Regions from separate parts of the Oryctolagus cuniculus genome. Here region 2 is linked to region 1. A link is a contact called in public Micro-C data. All regions are on one chromosome and are shown on one strand. The core of a region is the stretch at or near the end of the contact, and the rest is flanking DNA. Distances in the headings are between cores, read along the strand shown.

Evidence for each region. A called contact is a pair of places that touch in the nucleus more often than the background predicts.
Region 2: a contact with region 1 is called in a Micro-C map of ear pinna, with 2.7 times the contacts expected there. The contact joins the promoter of PSRC1 here to the promoter of PSMA5 in region 1. A contact is called at or near these places in 2 of 6 Hi-C or Micro-C datasets (ear pinna and psoas muscle).

What each region holds. Positions count from the first base shown.
Region 1 is chr7:61,001,504-61,005,920 of mOryCun1.1, forward strand. PSMA5 (proteasome 20S subunit alpha 5) reads left to right here and starts at 1,783. Exons shown (of 9, transcript XM_002715806.5): 1 at 1,783-3,865. The coding sequence starts at 3,837.
Region 2 is chr7:61,145,643-61,150,059 of mOryCun1.1, forward strand. PSRC1 (proline and serine rich coiled-coil 1) reads left to right here and starts at 2,202. Exons shown (of 8, transcript XM_008264750.4): 1 at 2,202-2,304; 2 at 2,617-2,670; 3 at 2,770-2,827; 4 at 3,263-3,704; 5 at 4,010-4,124; 6 at 4,215-4,417. The coding sequence starts at 2,652. It overlaps LOC127493414 (a long non-coding RNA gene), which reads right to left and starts at 1,769. Exons shown (of 3, transcript XR_007923513.2): 1 at 1,631-1,769.

The DNA of each region.
Region 1 (4,417 bases), core at 533-3,032:
CAACTTTTTTTTTTTTTTTTTTTTTTTTTTTTTTTTGGCGGTACGAACAAACCTTTATTGGTTACCACGCAAAAGGGAACAGAGTGCGGGGTTTGACAGCTCCTGTTCCGAGGAAGGCATCCGCAGACCCGCACAGCGCATGCGGAAAAGCGGCAAAGGCAGCATTTTAACAACTTCTGTCAGCCCTCAGATCCACTGAGCCCACCCAACTGGGACGGCCTCTCTCTCTCTCTCTTTAAAAAGATTTATTTATTTGAAAGATAGAGTTACAGAGAGGCAGAGGCAGAGGGAGAGTGAGAGACAGAGAGTTACAGACAGTGAGAGAGGGACAGAGAGAAAGGTCTTCCTTCCGTTGGTTCACCCCCAAAATGGCCGCTACGGCTGGCACGCTGCGCCAATCTGAAGCCAGGAGCCAGGTGCTTCTTCCCAGTCTCCCATGGGGATGCAGGGGCCCAAACACTTGGGCCATCCTCCACTGCCTTCCCAGGCCACAGCAGAGAGCTGGACTGGAAGAGGAGCAACAAGGACTAGAACCAGCACCCATATGGGATGCCAGCGCCGTAGACTGAGGATTAACCAGATGAGCCACACGCCAGTCCCAGTCCTTTGGCACATTAAGGACAGACAATCCCATCCTTGAATGGGTGGGCCCCTGGATTGGAAATTTAGGGACCTCTTTTGGCCAATGTGAATTCAGGCAGCTCATGCCTCCATCTTCAACCTCTCCCTGGCTAGTCCAACAAGAAAGCCTAAACTCCCTAGTGGAGTGCTACAAAATCAAGGGGCACTATACCTTCTTATGGCAGAGTTGGGAGACACCTGTGCCATGCTTAAGGAAACTTGCTGCTTTTGGGTAAATACTTCTCAAAAGGTGGCAGACAACCCCGCAAAGCTAAAAGAATTAATCACAGTCTACAAAAACCTCAATAATAACCTTAACCAAGAAACTTGATTGGGATTCCTCAAAAATCCTCCAAGAATGGATGCAAAATCTAAGCCCCTTCCTCTCCATCTTGGTGTTGGTGATCCTTCTTCGCACCTTTCTTTTAGTTCAACATATCTCCAACAAATTAAATGCCATCAAGATGCAGACCCAAATAGAGCCCCAGATGGCTCTCCCTGGCTCTCCAGGCTGCTGGATCGACCACCTCAGTAGGACAAACTCCCCCACCCCACCACCGCCATGCTCCATAACATCTCCCCTGTTCAGCTTGACGCAGCTAGAGTGGTCATCAACCCCTTCCCTAAGAGCAGTTGGAGGGTCCTCAGACAGGGGAGATGAAGGGTCACAAAGCCCTCAAGTGGGGACAGGCCAAGGAAGCAGATCACCGAGGGGAAGTGGAAAGAGAAAAAAATTGGAACAAGGAAGGGCACAAAATGCCCACTTAGTTAAAGCTAGAGTGCCCATTTATAGCCCCTCCCGCCCTCGTGGATATACATGGGGGAGCCAATCAGATGGGGCTTAAAAAGCACATGTGCAGAGGCGGGGGAGTCAATTTGTTGCTCCACGGTATGGAAGGGTCTTGTCCAAGGGGGAGAAAGATGAAGTGTTTACAGAGACTTAAAAGATGGGTCACACTACAACTGACTCCCAGCCCTGAGGCCCCTCGGTGTGAGATGTTTGTTTGCTTTCTTGCAGTAAATACATTTCTTTGCTATAGTCTGGATTCCACTCTTTATACTGAGAAGGGTCCTGAGGGAATTTATGACCAACTTTTCCACAAAAATTGACAAGCTTACAAGGAAGCTGTTACCTTCTTCTTTCCCCCCCCCCCCCCCCACAAATCTGACTCCTGAGGATTGCTGCTTGGAATTTCCCCAAACTTTTTAAATGCCAAACATCTGATTGGCCATTGATCACAAAACCAAATTCCTGTTGAATTCATGAAGGAAGCCAGGAAATAAATGGGAGGGAAAACAGATATTAATGCCCCAAAGGCCTATTTCTATATTTCCTCTACCACCAAAATGCTTCAGTAACTTAAAAAACTAGTGTAGGAACAAGTATGAACTTTATTGAGCTACAGACCTGGAGAGGTTAAGGGATGACCAGTGATATATTATTAATAGCCATGGCATTTCCCTTTCAGGCATAACTGCCCCATAAATGACTTCCTCCTTGATTTACTAAGGTATAACTGACAAAAATTGTTTATAGTTATGGTATAAATGCAAGTTCTAAAAAATTAGACATCTTAAAATTTCAATATATTTATTTGAGGCAGAGAGAGAGAGAGCGAGCTCTCATCCATTGGCTTATTCCCCAAATGCCTGCAATGAATGGGGCTGGGCCAGGCCAAAGCTAGGAGCCAGGATCCAAGCACATGAGTCACCACCTGCTGCCTGCCAGGCTACATTAGCAGGAAGCTGTAATGGAAGCAGAGTCGGACATGGGGGTATCACAGCCTGTGTCTCAAGCACTGGGCCAAATGCCCAACCTCTCCTCCTGATTTTCTTTTTTTAATTTTTAAAATTTATTTGAAAGAAATATGCTCTTTCATATCTCATATACTGAGAGATCTTCCATATGCTGGCTCATTCCCCAGATGGCTGCAACCAGGAACCAGAAGCTTCTTCCAAGTCTCCCACATGGGCGATAGGCTCCCAGACACTTGGGTCATTTTTCGCTTTCTCCAAGCCATTAGCAGGGGGTTGGATCGGAAGTGGAGCAGCCGGGACACAACAGCTAAGCCAGCGCCAGCCCCCGCTTCCTCCGTGATGTTTTGCCCCAGATACACTTTGTGCATGATTAGATCAATTACTGTATCCATCATCTCACATACTTGTGTGTGTGAGAGAGAACGTTTGAGATCTACTTTCTTGGCAACTTTCAAATATACATTATTCACTAGCGTCACCCTGCTGTATAATAGATCTCCAACTTTCCTTTTTTCGATCCTCTCAACACCTTATCCCCGGCCGTGATTTCTTAACTTCCTGTCTTAGACAAGTTACTCAGAATGTTTCTATGAAGCTACGAAGTTGCTCTTCCGCCCTTGGGAAAGGGAGGCAAGAAGCACCGAAAAGGAAAGCACGCATTCTTCATTAAGAACAGAAAAACGGCGAACGATCTGAATCTGGGATCCTGAGCTCATCAGTCTGAAATCTGGACTGGGGGCGGGCGCAGGGAGGGTCCAACAACGAGCTGGCAAAATTACCTCAACTTGCGGAAACTGGAAGACTTTCTTACTGGTTAAAACCCACCAACTTTTCTCAATAAATGAGCCAGGCTGGACTCGCCCACGGCGCCGGCTCAGACCCACCGTAGTGCACCCATCACCGCTCAAAATTTGCAGCCCTCGCTAGAGCACCGGATAGACCGCGCCAGACCTCAAGCAACCCGGAACTCCGCAGAGACGGGCGAGCGCAGCGCGTGTTGGAAACCGGACCAACGTCTCCGGGCGGAGATTAAGCAAGCCGGCGAGAGACCTATCAAATCAAGGTTCAGATAGCACGGCCTTCGGTACAATCCCTCCTAGCTGCCCATCCTGGCGCCGGCTCACACCGCTAAATGGAGAACTCCCCACACACGCCTCAAACTCCCGGCGCCCCTAGCAACCGCCGGCAGTTTAAAGCGGAAGAATGCTCTTTGTCCCGCCTCCGTTAGGCTGAGCGAGGCCTGGCGGGAGGCGCGTTGGCCCAATCGCCTCGACGGGAACTATGGCCAGCCAATAGAAAGCAAGCCTAGGAGGGCGGGCTAAAGAGGTCGCGGGCGCACGCGCAGTTGGAAGCAGGTTCCTGGGTTAAGTGGCGGTGTGGGTGAGTTGGATCCCGGTGAAGTCCCGTGGTTCCTCCGGTTTCCCACATCGCCGCTGCCGCCTAGTTCTGCCCTCACCATGTTCCTCACCCGGTCTGAGTACGACAGGTCCGTGCGGTGGGGGGAAGCTGGGACGGGGTTATGGGTGGGCAGGCCCGGGGCCCGGCCGCGGCCTGGGTTCTGCCGTGTCATGGGGCGCCCCGGGAACCCGGGTCTGGCCGGGCGGGATCTCTTGTCCTCCCCTTGCGCTCGCGGTTACTGCTCAAGCTAGATTTGGGTAAATCGGCCCCACTTGTCCTGCCGCTGAGTCACTGCTCGGTCGTATCTTGGTGCGGAAGTGAGAAGCCCCGGTCTGTGTTAGGAAAGGAAGCCGGGGTCCGGGACTCCGACCTTTAATCCGGAGGCGGGGGTCACCCCCTTACCCATACACCTTTTAGCGTTGAGTACGACTGCTCCCCCCCCCCCTTTTTATAAGAAAAAATGTGAAAAAGCACACGGAGACTACCCAGTGGATTTGTAGTATGGTTCACAGGGGTGTATAGTTCTTGGAAAAGCTTGAAGGCAGACTTAGCTATGCCCAGTGTGGAGTCTGCTTTTATAGGAACCAGAGTTTGGAGTGATCTCGAGAGATTTCGCATACTGATTCCACTTGGCTGAGAG
Region 2 (4,417 bases), core at 952-3,451, 140 kb after region 1:
CACTGAGCAAGACCTCCAGGCCCAGTCAATCCTTCTGCATCTGCACAGGCACAGCATCCTTAATGTTTTCTTCTATACACATGACATTTGTGGAATACCTGTGCCGGGCTCTCCGTGTGTGTGATTTCTTTCTTCATTCACGTTCATGCAAAATCTTAAACACTCACTACTTAGGGTGAGGTGAGCGCAACACCCATCAAATATTTCCAGATAGTGGCCTTATGCTGAGAGAAGAACTCTTGTACCTGAAATCTATACTTTTCGGCTTTACTGTTATTTTGATGGAGGAAAAAGTAGTGTTTTTGTTTTTGTTTTGCTGGTACTGCAACAGCTTTCCAAATAAAAACTTGGTGACAGAAAAATTGGAGATGAATTTCCTTAAAAGAAACTCACCTCCAATTTGCTAAAACTTACTTCCCCGGTCACCTGACTGGGTGCAAAGAGGAGTTCCCTACTCCGGTCTGCTACTAAGGGAAGGAAGCCTCTTGCAACCTCCTCTCCACTTTGCTACTACTCGCCTGGACACAGGGAAGCTTCTAGCTCTGGTTTTCTCACCCTCCTTATGATATCGGACGGCTCACTAATAATTTTCTATATTCATAAGCCTGTGGGCTCTTGCCACATATTCAGAGAATAATTCTAAATACTGGCTCAAATAGACCAAACATGGTAAGTTTTTTTTTTTTTTTTTAACATGGTAAGTTTTTAAGGATTTTATTCAGTGAGAGAAACGCGCAAAAGAGTGAGGGCTTTATTTAGGGGAGAAAGAAGCTAAGTTGGGTCCATACCAAGCAGAGAGCAGGCCAGGAGCAAGCCACATGGAGCAAGCGTATAGTTATGAGCAGCCACAGGTAGCTTAACACAGCAGCAAAGCAAGGCAGACAGCAAGCCAGTAGGCCCCACGCCCCAAAGGCGTGTGGAGCAAGAGTGAGCCCACTGTGTTCCAGGCCCATTTATTTGCTCCCAAAGGGGGGAGTGGTTACATCGTCTGATCGGCAGGTAGGTGTCCAGGCGAGGTCACCTAAGGGGGCATGAGATCACACAGGGGCTTGGTGAAGGTGTGGTCTCCAGTTTAGGAACCTGATTTGATCCTATGTGGCTGCCTACATCACTTAGAACCCGAATCGTGCAGCCAACACCAATCCTCTTCCCCCCGCTGGGATTCCTCACATATATTTGCACCTTCCTTTAACACCCCACTAAGATCCAAGGCTCCTTGGCTCCCGGTGGCATTTCTGACAGTCACCAGCTCACTCCTGCTGCTAAACACTACAGGAAACACAGACGCCTCCGGGTCACCAACTCCGGGGACTAAAGCTCGGGCTCTTTGTTGACGGGGTAAGGCCTCAGCCTGTCTCAGGGCATCGCTAACAGCTGACCCGGCCCATTTACAGACAACATCCCTAGTACGCAGGCTTCCACGTTACCGACACAAGCTCTCAGTCGGAGTCGGAGGGAGCCTGCGACTAACCCTGCCGGGCCGCGGGCCAAGCCCCGCCTGCCGCGCGTAGTCCCCGTCAGGACAACCGGGACGCTTTGCACCCAAGCCCGCCCCGCTCATAAACGGAAGCGTCAGGGTTGAGTTCGAACCTCAGTTTCCCTGTGAGAAAACATAATTTTTCCTTCACACCTCGCCTGCTTCAGGTTCCAAAGTTCTTGCTTAAAATCGTAATGGAGGACGTACGTCTTGGGAGACCTCTCAACAAGAGCCGACCTAAAATGGCCATGTTTAGTTACTTCCTTAACTTGTAAAAAAAAAAAAAACACGTGAAGAAACCTGGCAGACGCGGCGCTCGCAAGCTGAGCGCGTTCGCTCTGGCCGAGGGCTGCTCTCAACGACCCACCGACAAGCAGCAGTCTTCAGCTGCCTCACCGCGGCCGCGGCGGGCGGAACAGCCGCCCAATAACGCCCTGGCGCGACTGCGGCGGCGCGCTGAGCCCACACTCATTGGCCCGTTCCCTCGCGCGCCGCCACGAGGTCCCGCCCCCCTGGGCCAGGTTCCCCTCTGCTCGCCGCCTGGGGGTGGAAGCCAGGTCTCCCGGACGCGCGCGCGCACGCGCTCGCGGTCTTGCCCCATCGCCCCGCTCGCGCTCTCCCGGATGGAGTCATCCTGGGACCTGCTCCAGGTCCGGCCCCCACCTGCAGACTTCCGGCCGGCCGCCTCAGCCCCACCTCTGATGATCCACCAATCACTGTGCTCGTGCCGCAGGAGTGGGTGGGGCCTGAGAGATTCGAAAGGAGCCCCGCCCCCAGGAGCCGATTCCCGGGACAAGGTTGTGGAAGCAAAGCCTCTTCTGTGGATGGTGAGGTCGGGTAGGGAGTGGAAACAGGTGGGCTGGAGGTGTGGCGTGGATGTGGGGCCGCGGGGTGGAAAGGAGGCTTAGGAAGAGGAAGAACCCAGGAGATACTGGTGGGGAAAAGGAGAGGACGTGCAAACAGCCTCCGGGCACAGCTCGCTGCAACTTTTCCAGAGGGAGGGGGAGATACAGGCCCAGGTGCTACTCCGGGACGCTCGCTTTGCCTCCTGCCTGACCCCTGCCCCTGGCTTGCACCTTGAGGCTAGCGGGAGCCTTGGGCAGCATGGATGCTTAAGCAAAAGTACGGTTTTTCTCCAGCCGAGATCAGAACTGACTCGCTCTCCTGGCTAGACATGGAGAATTTGGAGGAAGGTAAGGAAACCCTGGGGGGCGGGAGGGGGGAGATGAGTCCCTGGGATTGAGAGCCCCGTCAGGGACCTTCAGCTGGCGTTCAATCTTCTTGGCCTCCAGATGTAAAGTTTATTGTGGATGAGACCTTGGACTTTGGAGGGCTGTCACCATCGGACAGGTACCAGCCTCTTGATCCCACTTGTTTTCCTCCAACACCACCTCTATGTATCTCTCTGCTCACTGCTGAGTCCTTGGCCCCGGAGCTTGGGTTGGCAAGTTTTGGTGCACTTAGGCTGCTGGGTGGCTGACTCCAGCCTCTCTGATGCTACCCATGAGGAGCTGAGAAGGGAGAAACTGGAGTTTGATTTTAGAATGTTAAGAAAGGCAGCAGATTCGCTGCATCTTCGTTCTGACATCATCTGTGATGTCAGTAAAGAGTAAAAGCCCTGCTAGACCTCAGGGAACCAGGTATCTCGTCACCCAGAAGCCAACATGGACCTCAGGACTGTGGTGTGTGTGTGTGTGTGTTGGGGGGGTGTTCAGGTTCCATTGCACAGAGTCCCTGTCTCCTGCTCTCTTTCGTGCGGGCATGGTGCCTTGTTTTCTGTCTCAGTCGCGAGGAGGAAGACATAGCAGCGTTGGCAACTCCAGAGAAACCACTCCGACGGGGCCTTTCCCACCGAAGTGACCTGAATGCAGTGGCCCCTGCGCCCCAGGGTGTGAGGCTCAGCTTGGGCCCCCTCAGCCCAGAAAAGCTGGAGGAGATCCTCCATGAGGCCAACAGGCTGGCGGCCCAGCTGGAGCAGTGTGCCCTGCAGGAGCGCGAGAGCGCGGGCGAGAGCCTGGGGTCCCGCCGGGTGAAGCCCAGCCCCCGGCGAGAGACCTTCGTGCTGAAGGACAGTCCTGTGCGAGACCTGCTGCCCACGGTGAGCTCTCTGGCTTGGAGCACACCCTCCCCCAGCAGCCTGACGCCTCGACACCGGAGCTCCGATAAGAAGGGCTCCACCAAGGCTCTTCGGGCAGCATCTGGAAAGAGGCCCTCTGGCCTCAAGAGGGTGAGTTTGGGGGACTGAGCGGGATGTGTGCCTGCAGGCACTGCGTGTGACATGCTGCAGGCATCGAGTGGTCTGCTCTCGGGGGCAGGAAGTTCTCCCTCTAGAATTGTTGGAGGTACAGATGCCACAGCAAAGCGCTTGCCACAGTGTCCGGGTACCAGCTCTGTAGTGTCCATGAGCAGCTAACTTCCGTCCTTCCTTGCTGTGGTCTCAACAGCTCCCAACCTCTGTCCCCGAAGCCCCTGGGCTCACAGAACTGATCCCTTCTCCATTCTAGTCATTGTCCCCCTCTCTTTGTGTTTCAGGAATCGCCCACTTGCAATCTGTTCCCTGCATCCAAAAGCCCAGCGTCTTCTCCTCTTGCCCGATCAACTCCTCCAATCCGGGGGAAGGCTGGGCCCGGTGGGAGAGCGACAGCAAGTGAGAACTCCTGGGCCGCAAAGCTGGGGGTGAGTGGGAGGAGGGAGGATGGGGAGCTAACCCTGAAATTCCTCTCCTCCTCTCCACCAGGCCAACCTACCCCTGTCAGAACGGTCCTGGCCCCACAGCCCGCTACCAGCAACTCTCAGCGCCCGCCCCGGCCACAGGGAGCAGCTGCCAAATCTTCCAGTCGCCTGCCGATTCCCTCGGCCATTCCCAGACCTGCCAGCCGCATGCCACTCGCCAGCCGGAGTGGGCCACCTGGCAAAGGTGCCCTGCCTCCTGATTCTGTG